Regions from separate parts of the Hordeum vulgare genome. Here region 1 is linked to region 2. Evidence: chromatin contacts called from public Hi-C data. All regions are on one chromosome and are shown on one strand. Each heading gives the region's core, a stretch centred on a gene start, on an enhancer-like site or on the middle of the called end of the contact. The rest is flanking DNA. Distances are from core to core; before and after follow the strand shown. Region 1 holds the start of LOC123442882 (PRA1 family protein F3-like). Region 2 holds the start of LOC123442877 (cytochrome P450 90D2-like).

Region 1 (6,267 bases), core at 1,306-3,805, 530 kb before region 2:
TCAAAACAAAACTGCACACCATTGTGTGTTTTAACATTGGTGCTTATTTTGCTCTGTTTCCAGAACTCCCTTGAAGGCCATTATGCATCCCAAAATTACGATTATTGCTCATTTGGCTCCCTTTAGAAGTCTTGTCTTAGAGAGTTTGCCTGAGTGAACTTCTAAATCACCCTGATAGGTGCACAATCAAACAAGTTGCACACAATCTAGTGTCACTTCTAAAAACAAGGCAGCTACTGGCCCGTAACTAAATGATGCAATAAATGGTAAAATTATTCAGCACAAATTCCTACATACGGATGAGATTGTTCTTTTTTACATTGACGCGAATTGCTGCCTTCACATTCATGAACTTTTAGCATCAATATTCAACAACATCAAATCCAACTGATGAGCACAAGAATTTAACGTTTCAATCTCATGAGTAGTTTGGTAACATAATATTGTCGAGCTCAAGTTATATAGAATAATAATAATGCATACACTAATTGTAAATTGCAACCAGAATGCGAAGAATGGTCATGACACCATGGCGCAAATGGAATGCTAATTGCCAGACCTGACAAACAACCAGATAGATGTCAAAGAAAGGAACTACTCTCTATCTCATTTAAATCACACTAACAGTCACCAACTGAAAAAAAAAACCTTGAGAAATAAGAGAAATAATTTACTCACGTCGACATCAAACTAAGTAAAAGAGTAAAACTGTAAATACAGAAAATTGTTCCTCTATTAAATCACAAGGATGGTTACTAAGTCTAGAAAGAATACATAGCAACTAAAAAAAGAAACTGCAAAATACAGACGCTTCTGAAGTGTGGTATAACTAACTACCGCAGAAATGCTTCCTGACCGGCTGATGATTGAGCTCTAAAACTTAGATTCTTGAGATTTCAAAAAATTAATACTCTGCACCCAACAAACAGCTAAGCTAATTCAATTCAATTGCTAGTTAGCTGTACCTCCCTTGTGGGAAGAGCAGTGGGCAAGGAATTGCCTCCCACTACTTCCAGACGACTCTTAGTGTAGGGCCTGTCAGGCCAGGGTTGTCTCTCGGACCATTTTCAAATTGCATACATCCGTCTTCTTCTGGCTGGCACTTCCAATGATTCTGCCCTCCATAAAAAACAAGCACATAGATACACGATCCGCAACTATAAACAGGGAGCTACACTATGGTTACAGGGTGTAAAGAGACGATAAGATTGCTAAAACTATTTTATCAGATTGGGCAGCCTGATAGTGACAACTGCTTGCCATACCGCAAACTCTGTCAATCAAATTACATTCACTGAACCATTTATGAAATTCTGGCAGAGCTAGCAGATACATTTAGAGATATTTTAGACCAGCCGCCATTTAGATATCTCTTTTCTTCTTTTTTACAAGTTAGTGAAAAGTCAGGTACAATGAAGTGTAAGGGACTTCTGGAACTGCAAGACGTCTCAATCTCACTTTGTAAAGGCAATATCTCAATTATCCATGGAACAGAAAGGGATCTCCTTGACCAGGTAATTTATATGACAAACAAACCAAACATGTAGCATGACCGTGAGATTGTTTGAGACCCAATTGCACACTCAGCTGCTCATATCTATGAACTACACAGGTAAAATTCGGGAAAATATGAGTACACAAAGCATCACCACTTGCATTCATGTTCAGGAACGACAATAGCACAGCAAGCACACATTGACAAATTGTACACCATCTAGCAGTAGGAAGAACAGAAATGCATACACGGCACTGAACAATAATATGGACGAGCCACGAACCAAGAGTTGGAGGGCGAGCAATCTCACACTAGTGAGACGGCTGCGCTGGCACTGGCGCGTACCAGCGGCCGACCTCATCGTCGACGTTGTCCTCCGCCTTGTGCAGAGCGGCGTGCACCACGACGAGCACGAAGCCGATGAGCAGCGATGTGAGGATGTTGGTGGTCGCGCCGGTGAGCAGCAGCAGGATGAGCGTGACAACAGCGAGCACGGCGAGGACCACGCCGTCGCCGACGACGCGGCCGAAGAGGACGACAGGCTCGTCGCGGAGGAAGTAGAGGACGAGCCAGCCGACCATACACACGAGGAAGACGATGAGGGAGATGGGCTGCCAGAGGAGGGAGAGGAAGACGACGACGAGGACGACGATGGCGTAGTTCATGGCGAAGTGGGCGAGGTTGGCGCGCACGCGCAGGTAGGCGTCGCCGAGGCTCGGGGGCAGCCCGATGGCGTGCACGTCCGCGAGCTCGCGCCACGGCCGGCGGGTGGCCAGCGCCGTCGCGCCGCGGGCCTTGGCGCGGGAGATGAAGTCGAGCGGGGAGGCGCCGCCGAGGTGAGCCGCCCCCGCGGCGGAGGAGGATGAGGTGGGGATGGTGCCGTACTTGGACATGGTCGCCGGCGGCGAGGGGCGGGCCGCGGGGTGGCGGATCCGAGAGGAGGAAGGGGGGAGGGGACGGGGGAGCGGAGGGGAGGAGACTCGAGAGGGATCGGGGAAGGCGATGGGATTAACGAATTGGGATGCGACGCGAGGGTGGGGAACGCTGCCGTGCTGGATGCCTTCCCGTAACACGACATGGCGACGTGAATTTCCAGGGCATTCTGGACGGCGACAGGCCACGTTTTGTAAATTCGAGATTTTCCCCAATTTCACCGCCGTATATGGAACAAAATGTTATCATCGCTACCGGTGCCGATTTCTGGCAATTTCTCTGGAAAACTTTTGTTTTTTATGGTTGTACATAGAACAAGATGCATTGTCACCATTGCCCCTCCTTTGCCCGAGGAGAGCAAAACTTAGGGCATCTTTGATTCAGGAAGTTCTCAGAATGAAGAAATTGAAAAAATACAGAAGTATAATGGCATGTCCTATATTATTATTCTATAGGATTTAGAAGAATGTTTGATAGCGCAGGAAAAATAAAATAATTTTTAAAATGGTTTGAGTGGATGGTTTTTATTTTCAAAATGTAGTAGTATAAATGGATCCTATGAAAAAAATTCTAAATATGTTAATTCTATGAATCAAACGACCATAAAAAAATTCTAAAGATCCAAATCCTCTAAAACTCCTATGCAATTCCTTTGAATCAAAGTAGCCCTTATTGTATAAACATTCGGAAAGTCGTTATGCTGAGGCCCCACATGACCCGCACACCAGAATAGCAATCGACACGTATGAAGAAAAGAGTAGATGGAAATAATTCAACCTGTAGATACACGTATGCAGACGAATCAAGACTAGATCCATGGAGATACATCGAAGATCAGCACCGTTCGAATCTCATGAGATCCACTAGAGACACGCCTTCCGACGATGTTGGTTGCATTGCCGGGACAAGGACTAGACGGGGAGGGGGCGTTGCACCTTCCTGTGCAGGATACAAACCCTAATCAACCTTATAAAAAAACTAAAAGTGAAGCGATAGCCCTCCCAGCAAGAGGGCCGAGATCCACCACACCTCCATGCCCCTAAGGCCATGAAGACGAGGTGGATCGATGACGACACCGACGAAAGGCCATGAAACCCTCGTCTTAGGAGGAGTCGCTCGTGAAGGAGGAAGTCAGATGTGATCTCACATGGGGAAACGAATAATTCTTTCCGTCTATGCCAATTTTTTAAATATGAGTGTCAATCCATCGCTTTAGTTAAAAAATATTCCCTCCATTCAAAATTACTTGTCATAAAAATGGATAATAATGAATGTATCTAGAAGTAAAATACATCTAGATACATCCATTCCTTCGATAAGTATTTCTGGACGGAGGGGGTATGAAACTTCTTAAAGCGAACATCATGGTACTAATACTCATGTGTAAAATTTAACAAAAAGGACCTTCATAGACTTCAGTGCAAAATAAATTGCAAGTACAAAAAACATGAATACTATCTTTTATAGTATTTTTCTTTCTAAAATGCTCCCTTCGTCATAGTTTAGAAGGCGCACATGAGCGATCTCTCGGACCAAGGTGAATCATGATTAGTTCTAGTTTTTTTTTGCAAGCGCTCATGCAGTAACCTCCAAGGCGCCTAATTATTTGAAAAGATAATGCGCAATAACCCACATAACCATTAAACGAGGAGTCCTCATTCATGAAGCCTTTCCATCCAACTTGCACACCCAGCGTTTTCACTATGCATGCAGTCTACTAATACTCCTAATTAACTAAGCAGTAAATGTTGCACGTTTTAATCCTCTTCTATTCTAGAAATGCATGTAAATAAAATCGCTTCTTCTAAACTGTGACGGGGGAGTAGCACAAGTCATTCCTTCATGAATCCATTTAAATGAGTACAACATTAAACCATATTTGTTATAAAAACAATGCTTTAACTTTGTTTACCGTTTATCTTAATTCATGTGCATTAGCACTCTAGACCCCCAACACATGAACGAGTCAACCCTCGCATCTCCCTATACGTGGGACCGCTCCAAGCCTCACCATAGTCATCGTGCCTTGTTTCGCTTGTTGTCTTCTTCGACCTCAGGATATCGTTGAATAGACTCGCATTGAACAAAAATAGACACCTGGTAAACAGGAGAGGTGTAAAAATGTCTCTTATCTTTTGTGACATGTCCGACAATGAGAATAATATACAAGGAGAGACTCACATCAAGGTACGTAATAGGTTTCATAGTCGTATCCAAGCAAGTGCCTCCTTATTTCTAACAAGAAAAAGCATCCTTCTACTAGGATGCTGACATCTCGTGACGGTACAATATAATGGGAATGGATCATTGGTGAGTTGAGAGAACGTGGATGTCACCTAGAGGGGGTGAATATGTGCTCTAAAATAATTACGGTTTGGGCTTGAAATAAATACGAAATAAAAATAACGTTTAATTAGTCAAGCACAGAACCTAAAACAATTAGGACCACCTATGTTCACCAACAACTTATGTTAATCAAGGTAAACAACTAAGTGATAGCAAGATATATAACAAGAAACAATATGATTATCACAAAGTAAAGTGCATAAGTAAAGGGCTCGGGTAAGAGATAACAGAGGCACGCGAAGACGATGATATATCCCAAAGTTCACACCCTTGCGGATGCTAATCTTTGTTTGGAGTGGTGTGGGGGCACAATGCTGCCCAAGACCCCACTAGGGCCACCGTAATCTCCTCACGCCCTTGCACAATGCAAGATTTTGTGATTCCACTAAGGGACCCTTGAGGGCGGTCACCAAACCCGTACAATGGGCAACCCTTGGAGGCGGTCACCGAACCCGTAGAAATTGCTCGGGGCAATCTCCACAACTTAATTGGAGACTGTGACACTTGCCCGGAGCTTTACAACGCAATGATTGAGCTCCAAGGCACCACCAACCATCTAGGGCGCCAAAGGACCCAAGAGGAACAAGTTGTAGGGTACCAAGCACCCAAGAGTAATAAGCTTCTCAAAGTTTCACTTCCACGTATCACTGTGGAGAACTCAAATGGATGCAACTAATGCAATGGCAAGAACACACAAAGTGGTCAAGTCCCTCACTCCCAAATTCCACCACAACTACAAAAGCTATGGAGGAATATGAGAAGAAGAACAAGGAGCTCACAAAGAACTCCAAGATCTATATCCAAGGGGTTCCCTCACATAGAGTAGAAAGTGACTCGTGGAAACGTAGATCTAGATCTCCTCTCTCTTTTCCCTAAAGAACTAGCAAGAATCATTGGAGGGATTGATAGTTAGCAAGCTCGAAGAAGGTCAACAATGGGGGGCAAACACGAGCTCAAAGGATAGGTACCATTGGGGAAAAAGGCCCCACTTAAATAGGCTCCCCTGAATCCAACCGTTATGCCCACAAGTCGTGCTCAAGTGGTACTACCGCTCGAGAGAGCGGTACTGCCTCTTAGCACAGTCAAAACAACCCAACGGTACCGCCTCTTAGCACCATCAAGACATGCTTGCAATAAGCTCAACTCTCACATGACCAATCTTTGGATAAAACCTTGAATACCACCTTGGTCACCATATAAACTTCTTGAAACCAACAGATGGACTCCAAGAAGTGCATATGGACACATCCTTCGAATATAACTCAAGGCAACCATTAATCCATAGGGATTGTCATCCATTATCAAAACTACATATGGAGAAATATGCTCTTACAGTCTCCCCCATTTTGGTAATGGACGACAATCACTTTTAAGAGAGTTTATATAAGGAAATAAGCACAACATGCAAATAAATAATGCATGGGTATGAGATGCAAATGCTTAAGAAAAAAAGGAAAACTCTCTTGACTTCTCTGGCAATGCCTCTGTGGCGG
Region 2 (7,209 bases), core at 3,233-5,732:
GGTCACCAGCGAATGTAGACGAGTCGTAGCAAGCTACAAGGACTCCATTACATCGCGTGACATTTCCCCAAAGGGGACAAACACAACAGCTAAGAAGGACACACGCCGGTCAACCAATGTGTCCGGAGCAGTAGCGAGCTACCATGGCTCGTTGGATCACAAAGGGGCATTTCCCTGTAAGGAATGCTACTAAAGTCTACGGCTAGGTAATCGAACCCCATACATATCAAGTACGACACACGTACGCATGGCATACCGATATGTATAGATACATCGATGGCATCACAACATAACCATAAACATACAAGCTTTATTTAAAAGGCTCGGAAGAGCCACACACATAATATTACACAGTAGGGGTCTTACGACCCATCCTAACAGTCATTCAAGTTACAAGCCAGCGGAAAAAGATAAGCTGTCTGAGTACAGACAGATGAAACTAGAAGGCACATGGCCAGACTATACTACAGACCCACCCTAGGGCCAGATCGTAGCTGGGATACCAGCTACTCGTCGTCGCCGATGTCTAAGAAGAACCCTCTGTTAGGGTCATTAACAACCTCTGCAACAAATATTAAGCAAACATGAGTACGGAGGTACTCAGCAAGACTTTAGGATAACTATCTACTCATGCAATGTATCAATAAGGAATTGTGGGGTTTCATGCGGAAAGCCAGCATTTGACTCGTGGCTAGACAACTTGCATTTTTAAATAATTTTGACAACTTGATTTATCGCACACGAGTCCACTAACACCACAACAATACTCCATCGTTGAATCATTCCGTCTCCATACGAAAATGTCGTCCACGACACTCACGCTTATCTTGAAAATTTTATGAGTAGCCATTGAAGTTATCTATGAACAACATATGTCTCCAAGTAGTCCATATCTGCGGACATGGCTATTCGAATAGATCATAACCCTGCAGGGGTGTACTTCTTCACACACGCTCTCGCCACTTATCGCCATGTGCGCGTCATGCACCTCGGCAACCTTAAGCGGAAGCCCAATGAGGGAGTCGGCCACAACCGTTAACCACACTAATACTTAGTCCAGGTCTATCGCCTATCCGAGGGTAACCCGCACGGAAGTCCGGCCGAGGTTTCCGCCACAGCCCCAAACAATGTGCGCAGGGTTCCCAAGCCCACCATCCGGGTGCCACTTGGTACACCGTGCCACTGCCTACCGCATCACAGCCCACCTCTCAGGTCAGCGCTATGCACGGCCTCCAGCATGACTATAAACACCAGAAACTACTTGCAACTCTTGGACCGAGTACTAAGCGATTAATAAGTCGAGAGGGTCAATTAAGTATCCCAACGTGTGGTAGTATCTAGTCTTGGATTACATACACGAAACTCAGTTCCTAAGGACGGTTCCAATGAAACAACCCGCCATGTACTCCTACATAGCCTTTCACCGGTACCTTTACCAAATCAGGTTCAACACACAACCTTTACTTACTGAACACATTCTCACAATTATGTTCATCGCCCAGATGACAGACCATATTCAACTATAAGCATAGCATGCATAGCAGGATAAGGCACATCATGGCTCAAGCATCTACCATGTATGCTAGGTTGCAAGGTTCAGCTATTTACTGTGACAAAGACATGTCATGCAAAGGAAGTGGGTTCAACCAACGTGGCAAAAGCAGTTGAGCATTTTATCCTAATGCAATAAATAAGTGCAGGAGCGAGAACATGGGATTTATCGGGATGATCAAAATGGTTGCGTGCCTTGTTGCTCAGAGGAGGGACAATATCCGTCAGTCGGATATTCAGTGGAATCCGGAGGAGCGGGGCCTACCGATAGAAATGACATCAATCAATAACAATCATATGCAACAAAATGATGCGTGAGCATGGCATGAAGATGCATGGTGGTATGCTAATGTAGCTATCATTTATTAAGTTTGAAGTTGATTTGAATCAGATTCAAATATCACTTCAAACGGGGTATTCTCGAATACCATTTTAATTGATTCGATCTGATGCTCAAATCAACTTGTTTTTAACATGCATGGGAATTACATGTTAAGTTGCTGGTTGTGATTGAACAATGTCTGGTCATAGCATTTGAAGTGGGATTCAAATGATTTTCAAATTCCAACTCCAAAGCATTTATTAAAGTTAACTTATTCATTATTCTACATGTTTGGTCCAGTAACATTTTCAAACATGTTTGAAAATGACATATTCAGATTCCTTGGATTTTTCTGATACTTTTTCATATATAAATTATTTTCATTGGAGTTACAGATTAATTTCTATGATTTTTAGAAGTTTTGGGCATTTTCTGGAATTATTTTTAAATAGAAAATCCACTTATTGCGTCAACATGGCATCAGCAGGTCCAACTGGCCGTTCAAAATCAAACCTGACCAGTGGGACCCACTTGTGAGTGACTCTGGTCATTTTTAGATTAGTTTTAAACTTAATTAGTTAGTTAACAGCACTGGACCCACATGTCAGTGACTTATTAGTTTATTTGATTTTATTTTTATTAACCCAAAACATCCAGAGGCTGGCCCCATGCGTCAGTGGCTCAGGCCAGCTGAGATCCACCGGCGGCGAGGTCGTCCTCGCCGGCGGTGAGCCTCCGGCGACACCAGAGACGGCGGAGGGCATCGAAAACTCGTCTCCGACGACCAAACACATGGCGGAGACCACATGGAGATCGGCAACTCGACGGCGCGCACGATGGGGCGAACCCCAGGGGCTGGGGTGGCCGGAATCGATGCCGACGACGAGCTCGACGGCGACCAAAGCTCGGCCATCGTCGAGGTCATCGGAAACAGGGTGAAATCGCGCGGGGCTGGGCTGCTAAAGCATCTACGCGACGGCCTGAAGCTGCTGGTGGCCTCAGTTGGACCAACCCTTCACCGGAGGGCTACCGGCGACGAGCTGCAGCGGCGGTCCTCGTCGGGCTCCGGTGGAACTAGACCTAGAGGAAGAGATCGAAGGGGGAAGCTTGGGGAAAAGCTGCGCAAGCTCACGGGGAGTGCAGTGGTGGCGCTAGGTTGCTCGGGGAGGCGCTGTAGGCGACGAATCGATCGGAGCTCGCCGGCGGCCGAAGCTTGAAGACGACGGTGCCGTGGGCGTTGGAGGGCTCGGGGGAACTTCTTCTTCTGCAAGGAGGACCAGCTCATAGCGGCGGAGCGAATGGGGCACTCGGGGGAAAGAACCAGTGGCCAGAGGCACAGGCAGCTCGAGCTCGAGCTCCTGTCAATGGAGGCAGAAGGGGAGGAAGGAACCGAGAGGAGAGGGGGGAAATGGAGCGCGGGAATGGATAGGCCAGAGCTCGGGGAGGTTATCCCCGCGAATGCCAGCGCGAAGCGGCGGCCAGGCAGGCACGGAGCTGCGTGGAGGCGCCGGGCGTCGTGGCGGCCACCTCCTGTTCCTACTAGCGAGGAGGAAGACGACACAGGAGCTGGGCCTGGGCCAGGTAAGCGTCAGGTAGGTCTTCCTCATTTCTTTTTCTTATTTTGTTTTTCTGATTTACTAACTATTTTGATTTGTTTTTTTATTTTAGCTCCAAAATAGTTTATAAAATTATTTTGAACACACTAGAATATTTGTTGGAATATATCCAACCATTCCTGAAGTTTTCAGCATTTTTGAAAACTTAAAGTTTTTGAATTCAAATTTAAACTTGAATCGAGTAGCTTTTTGCATTTAAATAAAATGCCAAATATGTTATGAAAATAGTTTTCTTCACTGCTTATTTGCTTCCATGAATTATCAAAAAAGTTGAACTTTTCTTGAGGCCATTTTGAGTTCATTGATTTGAACAAGTTTAGAATTTCTTTGAATTTGAGAAGTGGCTAGGTTTTTTTTTGAGTTTTGCTTCACCACTTGCTTTGATCTTGTTGCAATTTTCTTGGATGCAATGCAAAGAAGATATGAGCACAATGCTATACTTGATTAGGGTTCCAGGGATGTGACAGAAATGTAAGGATTCTTTTATTCGCTATGGTTTTGATTAGATTTGATTGGATTTGCTTATTTATATGGGGAGGAAAGAAAAGTTTTGATTTAGTTGTGATTATGAGAAGATTTGATTTGATTAAGTTAATCCAGGATGTAATTTTGGGAAAGTGCCACTTTGGTGTAGATTATTTCAATTTACTCTATTTATGTTGATTCTAATTTTATGCACAAAATTAGGAAAAAAAACCGAGCAACGAGGTGCGCGTGGAGAGGAAAACCCCGAAAAAGGAGGGCAGGCGATAGAACCGACTCCCATTTAATACCTTCATTAATTAATAATTAAACAATAGTAGAGAACTTTCTAAATTAATAATTAGCAATTATAATTAATAATTGGAATTAATAATGGAAATATTTTTATAATTAATAATTAATAGTAGATATTTTTTAGATTAATAATTAATAGTAGAGATATCCCTGTTATGGGCGTGGGCCCCACAGGTGCACACGAGGAGGTAAGCATCAGGCATCACTCATCAGCAGCATCGGTTCTGCTCGGGACTCACAATCTCCCGGACCCGGACAGAGGGAAAGAAACACACAAAAATACTACTAGCAGAGAAGATATACATTCAGTCCGTAGTACCAACACTGTACCACGATACACAATGATAGATGTGGGGACTAAGCAAAAGAAAACATACTAGTATACGAAATCTCAATCCCAAATCGCTGCTTCCTGAGAAAATCTCTCTCCCTCTCGCCTCCGCCCGTACCTTTTGCACTTGGCTGCTGCCGCTGCCAATTCTATTCCTCCCCACCCGCTGGCGCCGCATATAAGTGCTCCGCTCCTCCCTCGTCCTCTCGTAGTCGCGTGTCTCCACCTCCACTACACCGCACCGCACCGCACCGCACCGCACCATCAGAAGTCCGGCCGGGCCGGGCCGGTGCAAGGATAGCTGCAGACACGCCGTGACAGCAATTGCCTCCGGCGATGTCGGTTTCCTGGCCGGCGCCGTCGACGTGGGCGGCCGCCGGGGCCTTCCTGGCCGCCGCGTGGCTGCTGTGCTTCAGGCTGCTGCCGGCCGCGGCGAGGCCGAGAAGGCGGCTGGCGACGAAGACGGGCGCGCGGCTCCCTCCCGGCAGCTTCGGGTGGCCGGTGGTCGGCGAGACGCTGGACTTCGTCTCCTGCGCCTACTCCCCACGCCCCGAGGCGTTCGTGGAGAAGCGCCGCCTCCGGTGAGTAAATTAAGCCGCCAGCCTCGTCTCTTTTCCCTGGCGCAGCACAGTGGCGCGGCGGCACGCGTGCGCGTGGCACCATCCATCGACGCCATGCCATGCCAGTGCGCGCGCATGCACGTGCGTGCGTGCGTGGTACTGTACTGACACACCACCATGGGCGCGGGCGTCGGTCGCGTGCATGCAGGTACGGCAGCGCGGTGTTCCGGTCGCACCTGTTCGGGTCGGCGACGGTGGTGACGGCGGACGCGGAGGTGAGCCGGTGCGTGCTGCAGAGCGACGCGCGGTCGTTCGTGCCGTGGTACCCGCGGTCGCTGACGGAGCTGATGGGCAAGTCCTCCATCCTCCTCATCAACGGCAGCCTGCAGCGCCGCGTGCACGGCCTCGTCGGCGCCTTCTTCAAGTCGCCGCAGCTCAAGGCGCAGGTCACCGCCGACATGCAGCGCCGCCTCGCCCCGGCCCTCGCCGCCTGGCGCGAGCAGGGCCCCGGCGCCCGCCTCCGCATCCAGGACCACGCCAAGACGGTACCACCACCTCCTTCCTTCCATCCATCCATCCATTTTCCGCGTCGATCCATCGTACGTACCACCGCCTCCCGATCGATCCTACTAGCTTAGCTTCTAGTAGCTCGATTTGTAGCAACGCGACCACGACGACGTGTGCGTACGTGCGTCAGAGAGATGGAAGGAAAGAAAGAGAGAATGGGGAGGGATTGAATTGGATTACTACAAGTAGCGGTCGTATGGCGCACGCACCGGCGCGCACACGTGCGGCGCCGTGTCACCACATGGAAGGAAGGAAGGAAGCCCAGCCCCGAAAGGGGGTGGGGGCCGCCTCTCGCTCCACTCCTCTCCCCTCGCCATGCGTGTGCTAGAGATAGAGATAGAGATAGAGATAGAGAGAGAGTGAAGGGGGAGGGGGAGTTGGGAGACTGTGACTGTGCGGGGTGCGGTATCTTAATGAGATTGTGGGGAGCGGGTGCCTACCCTGTGTTCCTCCTCCCCCATTCAATTCCACCTCCCTCCCTCCCTACCCTCGTGCGGGGCCAACACGCAGGATTTGATTACTATTACTACTACTCCTACTCCAGCGAGCAAGAGGAAATTAAAAGTCATCTCTCCTCGCAAGAGATGTACTAGTACAGTGATACGTGCTGCTGTGAAGGAGGACTACTTATTATACCGTGGCTGATTTTTTCTATCAAGACCCACGTCTATTATAGAGGTTCATGAGAAGTCGTATTACAAAACGTCCTAAAACCCTAACCTAGCCAGAGTCGAGGCAGCACCCTGCCCGCCACCGACCATCAGAGCGGCAGACAGAGGGAAGGCTGGCTGCTGGGTGTGGTGAATTTGATCTCGGTGTGCATTTTTTGCACCGAATTCAGACCACCAGTGCTGCGTTTCAAGCAAAAGCCTTGATGATGAGAGGGCGCCTTGCGATTTTACATGAGAATGATTGAAGAGAGAATTATCGGAGTAACGATGAATGAATGGATGAATGAATGAGTGAATGTGGCGTGTGCGTGTTGCAGATTGTGTTCCAAATCCTGGTGCGGGGTCTGATCGGGCTGGAGGCAGGCCCAGAGATGCAGCAGCTCAAGCAGCAATTCCAGGAATTTATTGTCGGACTCATGTCCCTTCCCATTAAGCTGCCAGGGACTAGGCTCTACAGATCCCTCCAGGTACGTACCACCACTCTCTTTCATCTCACCTCCCCTCCCCTCGCTCGCCATCCATCCATGATCCATGCATGCACACCCGCACGCTGCAGCTGTCTCTCTCCCCCATGCATCCATCCCGTCTGCCAATATGGCAGCGAAAACCAAAGGCATCAATGTTCCTTCTGCTCACCCTCTCTTTCTTTTCTCTCTGGTGCGTGCAGGCCAAGAAGAGGATGGCCAGGGTCATACAGAGGATCATACAGGACAAGAGGAGGAGGAGGAGGGCCCTCGACGAGGCGCCGCCGGCGAGGGACGCCATCGACGTGCTCATGGGCGACGGCAGCGAGGAGCTCACCGACGAGCTCATA

Evidence for each region. A called contact is a pair of places that touch in the nucleus more often than the background predicts.
Region 1: a Hi-C map of seedling shows a contact between it and region 2, with 3 times the contacts expected there. The contact joins the promoter of LOC123442882 here to the promoter of LOC123442877 in region 2. A contact is called at or near these places in 2 of 6 Hi-C or Micro-C datasets (leaf and seedling).

The regions. Positions count from the first base shown.
Region 1 is chr3H:41,285,139-41,291,405 of MorexV3_pseudomolecules_assembly, reverse strand. It overlaps LOC123442882 (PRA1 family protein F3-like), which reads right to left and starts at 2,555. Exons shown (of 2, transcript XR_006630537.1): 1 at 966-2,555.
Region 2 is chr3H:40,759,129-40,766,337 of MorexV3_pseudomolecules_assembly, reverse strand. It overlaps LOC123442877 (cytochrome P450 90D2-like), which reads left to right and starts at 4,482. Exons shown (of 8, transcript XM_045119048.1): 1 at 4,482-5,178; 2 at 5,366-5,702; 3 at 6,713-6,862; 4 at 7,063-7,209. The coding sequence starts at 4,934.